Regions from separate parts of the Sus scrofa genome. Here region 2 is linked to region 1. Evidence: chromatin contacts called from public HiChIP or PLAC-seq data. All regions are on one chromosome and are shown on one strand. Each heading gives the region's core, a stretch centred on a gene start, on an enhancer-like site or on the middle of the called end of the contact. The rest is flanking DNA. Distances are from core to core; before and after follow the strand shown.

Region 1 (4,626 bases), core at 2,078-4,577:
CCTTCCTACACTGTTGGTGGGAATGTAAACTGATGCAGCCACTATGGAAAACAGTATGGAGTTTTCTTAAAAGACTAAATACAGAACTACCATATGATCTAGCAATCCCACTCTGGACAAAACTTTCATTCAAAAAGATACATGTGGAGTTCCGGTGGTGGCTCAGTGGTTAACGAATCTGACTAGGAACCATGAGGTTATAAGTTCAATCCCTGGCCTTGACCAGTGGATTAAGGAGCCGGTGTTACCGTGAGCTGTGGTATAGGATGCAGACATGACCCGGATCTGGCGTTGCTATGGCTGTGGCATAGGCCGGCAGCTATAGCTCCGATTTGACCCCTAGCCTGGGAACTTACATGTGTCGTGGGTGCGGCCCTAGAAAAGACAAAAAGAAAAAAAAAAAAGATACATGCACCCCTATGTTCACTACAGTACTATTCACAATAGCCAAGACTTGGAAACAACCTAAATATCCAGATTTAGGACAATAAATGGATTAAGGTGAATGGATTAAGAAGATGTGGTGCATATACACAATGGAATACTATTTAGCAATTAAAAAAAAGCAAAATGCCATTTGCAGCAACACCAGTAGAACTGGAGATTCTTATACTAAGTGACGTAATTCATAAAGAGAAAGACAAATACCAATTGATATCATTTATATACGGAATATAAAATACAGCACGTGGAGTTCCCATCGTGGCACAGCAGAAATGAATCCAACTAGGAACCATGAGGTTGGTGGTTTGATCCCTGGCCTTGCTCAGTGGGTTAAGGATCTGGGCATTGCCCTGAGCTGTGGTGTAGGTCGCAGATGCGGCTCAGATCCCGCATTGCTGTGGCTGTGGTGTAGGCTGGCAACTGCAGCTCAGATTGGACCCCTAGCCTGGGAACCTCCATATGCTGCAGGTATGGCCCTAAAAAAGACAAAAGACAAAAAAATAAAATAAAATACAGCACAAATGAACCTATCTACAGAAAGGAAACAAACCCATGGACATCGAGAATAGACTTGTGATCGTCAAGGGGAAGGGGAAGGGAGTGGGATGGACTGGGAGTTTAGGGTTAGTAGATGTAAACTATTACATTTAGAGTGGATAAGCAATGAGGTCCTGTTGTATAGGACAGGGAACTCTATCCAATCATGTGTGATGAAACAAGACAGAAGATAATGTGAGAAAAAGAATGTATATATATATATATGTATATTTATATATGAATGACTGGGACACTGGTACAGCAGCAGCTGACAGAACATTGTAATCCACTATAACAAAAAAAAATTTTTTTTTAACTCCCTGTAAAGGATTTCCCTTGTAGCACAGCAGGTTACAGATGCAACATCAGTAGCATCACTGCAGCAGAGAGATCTCTGGCCCAGGAACTCCCACCTGCCACAGACAATGACAACCCACCCCCAATCTGCAAAAAAAAAAAAAAAAAAAAAAAAGATTCCCTGAAAAGTGGAATAGCCCTAGTATTAAAATCAGAACTGTAGTGGCTAAATCAATTTATCTTTATCCAGTCACTTTGTCCGATTTCTTTGAACCACTACAGTCATTTCCAAAATGCAAAAAGTCTAATTCCTAAATCCATCGGACCCGCTGTCAAATCACCTACAGGAAAAAAGATATTTTTTTCAAGAATTAGAGCCCTTGGAGTTCCCGTCGTGGCACAGTGGTTAACAAATCCGACTAGGAACCATGAGGTTGCAGGTTCGATCCCTGGCCTTGCTCAGTGGGTTAAGGATCTGGCATTGCCCTGAGCTGTGGTGTAGGTTGCAGACGCGGCTCGGATCCCACGTTGCTGTGGCTCTGGCGTGTCTACAGCTCTGATTCGACCCCTAGCCTGGGAAACTCCTTATGTCAAGGGTGCGGCCCAAGAAATGGCAAAAAGACAAAAAAAAAAAAAAAAAAAAAAAAAAAAAAAAAAAAAGAATTAGAGCCCTTGATCCCTGGCTTGGGGAAACTGCCACAAGCCCTAACTCGGCCAAAAAAAAAAAAAAAAAAAGAATTAGATTCCATTCAAGTGTTAAAAAATAATCAAGCCATATGACTCCAAAGGACATTTCTTAATTAAATGAAAATGGTCTCTTCCACATGGAGCATTTTCTGATCAGACAAAATTGAGACTATTCACAAAAACAAAGTAATATTACTATTACTAGCTATTAAGCAGTACATATTAAGAGCCTTCTGGCTGTTAAGGCCATGTGAAAAGCCTTGTGGTAATAAAGCATACAATATGAGGGGATTTACAAGAATAGCTGTAGTTACAAACACACATACTTGGTCTTCAATAATCATCTTTCCAAACAAAACCATATACCACACATTTGTTAAGTTGCCACTTTAGCTTGACTTTTAGTTTCTCTTTCGTGTTCACTCTTTTAGTATACCAATAAAAATAAACAACTGCTATTTTAAACAAAGAGCTGAGAGACCTCAAACAAGGCAGGGATCCGGGATAATCCAGAATTTGTGAGACACATAAACTCCTCCTGTTCTAGCCTAGAAAGAGAGATGAAGAGCCTACCTATAAAGGCTGAACGGGGCAAAAATAAAGGGGTTAAACAACAATCGGACGGCGTCCTAACCTGTGCATTTTCCCCATAAAACTAAGAACTGAGGCAATTTCACAACCGTTTAATGAAGTCTTAAATTTTAAAGGACTGACCCAGATATTTACCTTAGTTCCTCACCACCCTTTCAAACACCATGCAGGGTCCCAAGACAATCTTCTTCGTTCGGTCCTAGACTGAGAGCGGGGTGCGAGAAAGGAAAAGGAATGAAAAACGTAAATGAGTTCCTAAGATTCTTCAGAAAGTATAGAAGCCTGGGGACCGCCCATACGACTAGGATACCTCCCACGCCAAACAGTACAGTTTCAGAAAAAGTTCCCGGCGTCCCGCCCCCCACCCGAGCCTACAAGGTTGCTTTCCTCTTTGAAACCTCCTAACTCACAAGCGTTCTACGGGCACCGCCCGCCCAGGAGCCTCACGGCCGGAGCAGCGACGGCCCGGCGCGCTCGGTCCCAGCTTTCCGCCCGAGCCAGTAGTGGCCCGCGTGGGGTGGCTAGGCCCGGCTGCGGATCCGGATTGCGATCAAAATTCCGGGCTCGGCGGTCGGGGAGAAGCGACCCAAGAAAAGGCAGGGCCAACAAGGGTGTGGGAGCTCGGGGGCAAGATACGGAAGACCAAAAAGTCGCCGAAAAAAGCGGCGTAGAAAGCCCCTTCGGAAACACCCGGAAGACCGTCCTGACCCCGGATGGGAACAGCGAGCAGGGAGAGAGAGGTCATACTTCCGGTAGCCGCCTCGCTCGCTCGCTCCCGGGAACTCTTTGCTCGAGTGCGCAGGTGCACAGATGCCGGGATTCTAGCTGCCAGAATAGGCGGCTGGGCAGCTGCGAGCGCGAGTACGGGAAGGGATGGTACAGCCCAGGAGCTTCGCTTCACCTCACTGCCCAAGCTCACAATGTGATAATCATTTTTTACCGGTCTTTCCTGTCTCAGCCGGTTGACTCCTCCATGGAGAAGATTTCCTGGCCAAGTTTTCCCTTACCCTTCTGCACTAACCAATATTAAGCTTTACTTGTTTTTTCCCCATTAATAAACTGAGAACTATTTGGGAATAAACATGCCTTATTCATCTATAAAGCCCAGACTCAGCTCCCTGCCCGTTAATGACTAACATTCGCTAATTCAACAAATATTTAATATTTCTTCTTGAGTGAGCTTTAATAGTTGTGAAGATATCTAAGTTGTTGAATTTATTCATAGAAATCTGTTAACGATATTCCTTTACTGTCTTTTTTAAATCTATAGCATCTCATTCCCTCATTCCTGGTATTTGTAATTTGTGTCTTTTCTTCTTGTCAATCTGACAAAAGGCATATTTACTGATTTCAGATCTCAAAGTCAGCTTTTGTGTGCATAGATTTCCTTTCTTTTTCTTTTCTCTTGTGTTGATTTCTGCTATTATGTTTGCTTCCTTCTGCTTTTTTTTTCTTTTTTTTTTTTTCTTTTTTTTTTAGGGCTGCACCCGAGGCACATGGAGGTTACCAGGCTAGGAGTCTAATCAGAGCTGTTGCTGCTAGCCTACATCAGAGCCATAGCAAGGCCAGATCCCAGCCATGTCTGCCACCAACACCATAGCTCATGGCAACACTGGATCCTTAACCCACTGAGTGAGGCCAGGGATCGAACCCGCAACCTCATGGTTCTTAGTCGGATCTGCCTCCACTGCACCACGACTGGAACTCCTTCTGCTTTTTTTATTTTTGAAGTTTTGAAAATTAATTTTCCAATTTCTTGGAAACTGAGGTCATTGATCTGAGATGTTTCTTCTTTGTAATACAAGCACTTAGTGGTATAAGTTTCCCTCAAAGTACTGTGTTAGCTGCATCTCCCAGATTTTAATATGTTGTGTTTTCATTTTACTTAATTTCAGAATACTTTCTAATTTCCCTATAGTTTTTTTCTTTGATCTGTGGTTTACTTATGTGTTACTTAGTCTCCAAGTATCAGATTTTCAAGATATTTCTGTTGATTTCTAACTTAATCCCATTATTATCAAAGAACATACTTCATAAAATTTGAATTATTTTACATTTATTGAGACTTGT
Region 2 (5,020 bases), core at 1,594-4,093, 350 kb before region 1:
TTCAGATAACTATCACTAGATGAAGCTATTTTTTTAATGTCTATATTTTGAAAAATAAGATTTCTTTGTCAGGAATTCCTGTCATGGCTCAATGGTTAACGAACCCTACTGGTATCTGGGAGGATGCAGTTTCGATCTCTGGCCTTGCTCAGTGGGTTAAGGATTTGGTGTTGCCAAGAGCTGTGGTGTAGGTTGCAGATGTGGCTCAGATCCTATGTTGCTGTGGCTGTGGTGTAGGCAAGCAGCTACAGCTCTGATTCGACCCCTAGCCTGCGAACCTCCATGTGCTGCGGGTGTGGCCCTAAAAAGACAAAAAAAAAATTTTTTTTTCTTTCTCAGGGAAAACACTGTCTGGAATACTCATTACAAAGCTGCAATTCAGGTCACCCCATGCCCCTGTATGTGAATATTTTGCACATAGTATGCTTCCTGGTAGGAATCTGAAATTATGATTTTGACAAACTCTGAATAATACTCTCTAGTAGCCAAAAAAAAAAAAAAAAAAAAAAAAAGGCACAGAGACCAATTACCCATACCAGGCATAATTCCTGAAGGTTTCAGCTTTCTGTGTGGTTCTCTGGGGCAATATTCAGCCTGGTTGTGCAATCAACTGTGCTGGGATTTTAAAATTCAATCTAGCAAATACAGACTCTCAAGGGGAATTGCAGCAATAAAAGATTGCTATTAAATAGGCACAAATAAACCTGTGTGTAAGGATTCTCTTATCAGAAGCAATAGCATGCTGTTCTGTCTCAACTCAATGCTAAGAGACTTAATTTCTCTTTAATGAAAATGAAACTGTCATATGTAACAGCAGCAATAAGGGAGAAGGCATTGTGTGTCCATGAGGATGTATTTTCACCCCTCCACCATCTTATAAACAAGACTCAAGTAGTCTACATTCTCTGTTTACGATTACTTTAAATGTCTGATTGTAGTATATGGACTCTGAGCTTTATGGCTTGGGATTTTAATCCTCTAAACTGGTAAGTCCAATTACTTGAATCTCAAAGTTGAATTACTTTGTACTAAAGACTGAACAGACAGCCTCCACTAATCCCACAGAAGATGCATCATTCCTGCTCTGTGCTTCCACAATACTTTATTTTATTGTATTTTATTTTATTGTCTTTTTGCCATTTCTAGGGCCGCTCCTGTGGCATATGGAGGTTCCCAGGCTAGGGGTTGAATCAGAGCTGTAGCTGCTGGCCTACACCAGAGCTACAGTTATGCGGGATCCAAGCCGTGTCTGCAACCTATACCACAGCTCATCCTTAACCCACTGAGCAAGGCCAGGGATCAAACCCGCAACCTCATGGTTCCTATTCAGATTCGTTAACCACTGAGGCACGACAGGAACTCCATAATATTTTATTTTCATCTTTAACTTTATTCATGGTAGCCTGACTTGTTACATTTAATTTTTTTTGTCTCTTTTGTAGACTATAAACTCTGGAAGAACTCATGACTTATCTATCTCTGTATTCTCTCAGAGCCTTATAGTGTTTGGATATAGTAGCTGTTCAATAAATATTTTGACATTTAATTTTAATGGTACATATGTTACACATTTTTCACTTTGAAGTTTTGTTAATGAAATCTCATCTTTGACATAACTTCCCTTCTCATTTCTGAGAACTCTTTGCTTTTGAAACATGAAAAAGGACTTTAGCACATTGCTATTGTAATTTAGATGGCTATGTAAACAGTAAGGGAGTGCTTAGCAATTACCTGTTGAGTTGTATCTTTATGAAAATTTGCAGAGATTCTTTTGCTTACTCAGTTGTTTAAAGGGACCTAACCATCTCGGGGTAAAGGAAAGGCAAGAACTCAGAGGAATGACTGAGAGGGTATCCCAGAAACTCTACTGTGCCATCTAGATAAAAACCTGGCAACTTTGTCCTTATTCCAAGATCCAGTAAGCATGTTAGGATCATGGCATTCTCAAGACCTATCTTTTCTCTTTTTTCTCAGCTTTTCTTAGCAGTTGTCAGTTTGATGTTCAATAAACATGTAGTTCACCTCCATTAGGCCCACAGGCATGACTGGTGGCATTACTTGTAGGACCCAATCAAAATAAAAAATGCAGGGCCTTTTGTTCAAAAATTAAGAATTTTAAGACAATGACACTAGAACATTAAGGCAAGTATGGGCCCCTCTAAGTATAGGTTCCTCTTTGAGGTCTCACATCTATGAAGCCATTCCTGTTTCTGTCTTCAAAGAACTTCCAGTACACCAAAAGGCAAAAAGTCTGTATTAGATAGAAGCTACAATTCAGGCATGTACAAAGGGCTACAGGAATCCAGAAGTTCCTAACTTTGGAAAATAGTCCTAGGGAAGTGACAGTTAAGCTCATTTTTGAGGGAACAAAGATATTCTAGACTGAAGGAAGGTAGAATTCACTTGACAAACTTTAGGAATAGGGTTACTTTTAAGGAGAGTGTAACAAGTGAACATGAAGGTGACTATAATTGAGACCGAGAGTGGAAAGGGGTAGAAACCAAATATATGCGGGAAGGGGCAAACAATTATAGAGTGCCTACTCTATGCCAAATTCTCTCCTCCCATGTCATAATTTTAAACACAATAGTCTTGTGAATAAACTGTCATGCCTGGTCTACAAATGGCTTAAAGCCCACGGTAGTACTGTTCAATGAGCTTGGGACACATTAGAAATCCAATAAATATTTAAGGTTGTCTGACTGAGGGCTCAGGACTCTTTACCCCTAGGCCAAGCTAGCTCTGAGCATGCCCCTAACCCCTCCAGGGGTCCTTTCCTGTCTCTCCCAGTCCCCAAAATAACCTTCCCTCCCTTTCGCCCCGCCCCCTCAGTTCCACGTGCCGGAAATTAGGCGACAAAAGCACTTCCGGGATAGCAAAGGTCGGCCCCTGCAAGATGGCGGCCCCCTTGGAGCTCAGCTGCTGGGGAGGCGGCTGGGGGCTCCCATCCGTGCACAGCGAGTCCCTGGTGGTGATGGTGAGGCCGTCCCGCCCGGCCAGGGCGCGGGAAAGAAGAGGCGGTGCTAGAGGCGCGAGGCTGCCTGGGCGGGGTCCCGGCTGCTAGCCGCGGTTTCAGCGGCGCTCCGGGCCCAGGCCGGCTGGGGCGCTGCTTGCTGCACTGCCTTGGGCTCCCTCCCGTCCAACGAGTTACAGCCTAGCCTGTGACCCTGCGGAAGCCTAGCGTGAGAGTCACGTCTTCTCCGCTTGGTTCCGAGTTTTCTCAGCCGTGCAGAGCAGTCTAGGCGGAGGAATGAAAGCCCGAAACAGGAGGCGCGCGCTCCCTGCTCTGCTTCTCAGTAACGTCTTGGGGGGCTGGGGGAGATGTCTCAAAATCCTGATAGCTGGCGCGCGCAACCCCGGCTAGAAGTCGGGGGAGGAATTCTGCCCGCGAGTCAGGCGTCTCTGCCTTCGGGGGACCAGGCTTTGAAGTGAAGCTGCTCTGCAGATTTGCATTACGTACTCAGTCTAAAATGTTTTATTGCAAACTCTCTTTCAGGCTTACGCCAAATTTTCTGGTGCACCCCTAAAAGTCAATGTCATAGATAACACCTGGAAAGGTTCAAGAGGTACAGTGTAAACTTTTAAAAACCCCTTTCTACCCTGTTTAACTTCCTCACTCCCATTTAGAGCTAGGAGGCTTGTGGCCATGGAGTACCTTGGGGGGTTAGTTCTTACATGACCTTGGCAGTGTGTTGCTTATGTTTTGATCTTTCTGAGTAATACTTCAAAGGACAAGCCAAATCAGTGGAAATTATGAGAAGTGAAAATGCTCTCCAGAACTGTTCTTTGTGAAATTGCAAAAACCTAAAGTGACTTACTCATTTTTTTATTCCTCCAAATATGATTGGTATAGTTTTTAGGGTATTGGAATCTCTTCTGAGGAGATCAAAATGCTTCCTTCTATGTAAATTGTTCTTTGATTATAGGAGATGTACCAGTTTTGACAACTGAAGACAACATTGTTTCTCAGCCGGCAAAAATACTAAACTTTTTAAGAAAACAGGTGGGTGGTTCTGTTTGAAGAAGTAAATTCTTCATCACTGTGTGTTTTCAAAAAAGTACATTAAAAATACTTTTTAGACTTTTCGATGATACATGGGGATTGGAATTAAAATAGATTTGAGAATCATGGCTCTAAATCATGTGTTGCACTGTGATAGGAAACCTGTATAGTGAATTAGTTTATATTTTTGTGCACTTGGCTTCGTTTTTATTGAAATTTAGATATAAGCAGATTCAATTTAGCCATCTTCACTATTACGCTTATTGATATGATTGTAAATTTAGTCACATAATTGCCACACCTTTTGTGCTGGGTATGACATGTGAGTTCCCATCATCCATCAACGTTTATTTCTTAAAGCACTTCAACCAATAGGTGCAGATAATTATTTCATGAAATAATGTATACAAAATGTCAGAACATGCAAAGTTTTATATAATGTATTCAAAAGTTTAAACATGTAACAGTTTTTATAAATGCAAAACCTGTGGGTTTTGCCAATACTTTTTTAAAAAAAAGAAGTCTTCTGTCAACAAAATTTAGAACTTTTCTAAATTGGAAGATTTTCTTTTTTAATGAGGAAAATGCAGCTAATTAGAGCTTTTTCCTCATTATTGATGAAAATAATGATAGCTTCTACATATTAAGTTTGTGTTACATTCCATGCACTAAACTCAACTAGGTCATTAACAATTTGATACTGTATGGGAGTTCCTGTCGAGGTGCAGCGGAAGCAATCTGACTAGGAACCATGAGGTTGCGGGTTCAGTCAATCCCTGTCCTTGCTCAGTGGGTTAAGGATCAGGCATTGCTGTGGCTATGGCATAGGCTGGCAGCTGTAGCTCCAATTAGACCCCTAGCCTGGGAACCTCCATGTGCCGAGGGTGCAGCCCTCAAAAGACAAAACAAAAACAAAAACAAAAACCAGTTTGATACTGTATAGCGCAGGAAAATCTCAATAGTTTGTAATAACCTATATAGAAAAAAGAATGGATATATTTACATGTATGACTGAGT

Evidence for each region. HiChIP or PLAC-seq counts read pairs in DNA pulled down with a chosen protein or histone mark.
Region 2: an H3K27ac HiChIP or PLAC-seq map of alveolar macrophages shows a contact between it and region 1. The contact joins the promoter of MTX3 here to the promoter of PAPD4 in region 1. A contact is called at or near these places in 1 of 47 Hi-C or Micro-C datasets (embryonic fibroblasts) and 1 of 2 datasets of contacts at active chromatin or transcription factors (alveolar macrophages).

The regions. Positions count from the first base shown.
Region 1 is chr2:88,326,951-88,331,576 of Sscrofa11.1, reverse strand. PAPD4 (poly(A) RNA polymerase GLD2) reads right to left here and starts at 3,327. Exons shown (of 16, transcript XM_003123752.6): 1 at 2,967-3,327; 2 at 2,692-2,760.
Region 2 is chr2:88,678,190-88,683,209 of Sscrofa11.1, reverse strand. It overlaps MTX3 (metaxin-3), which reads left to right and starts at 2,843. Exons shown (of 10, transcript XM_013994941.2): 1 at 2,843-2,977; 2 at 3,497-3,566; 3 at 3,927-4,003. The coding sequence starts at 2,897.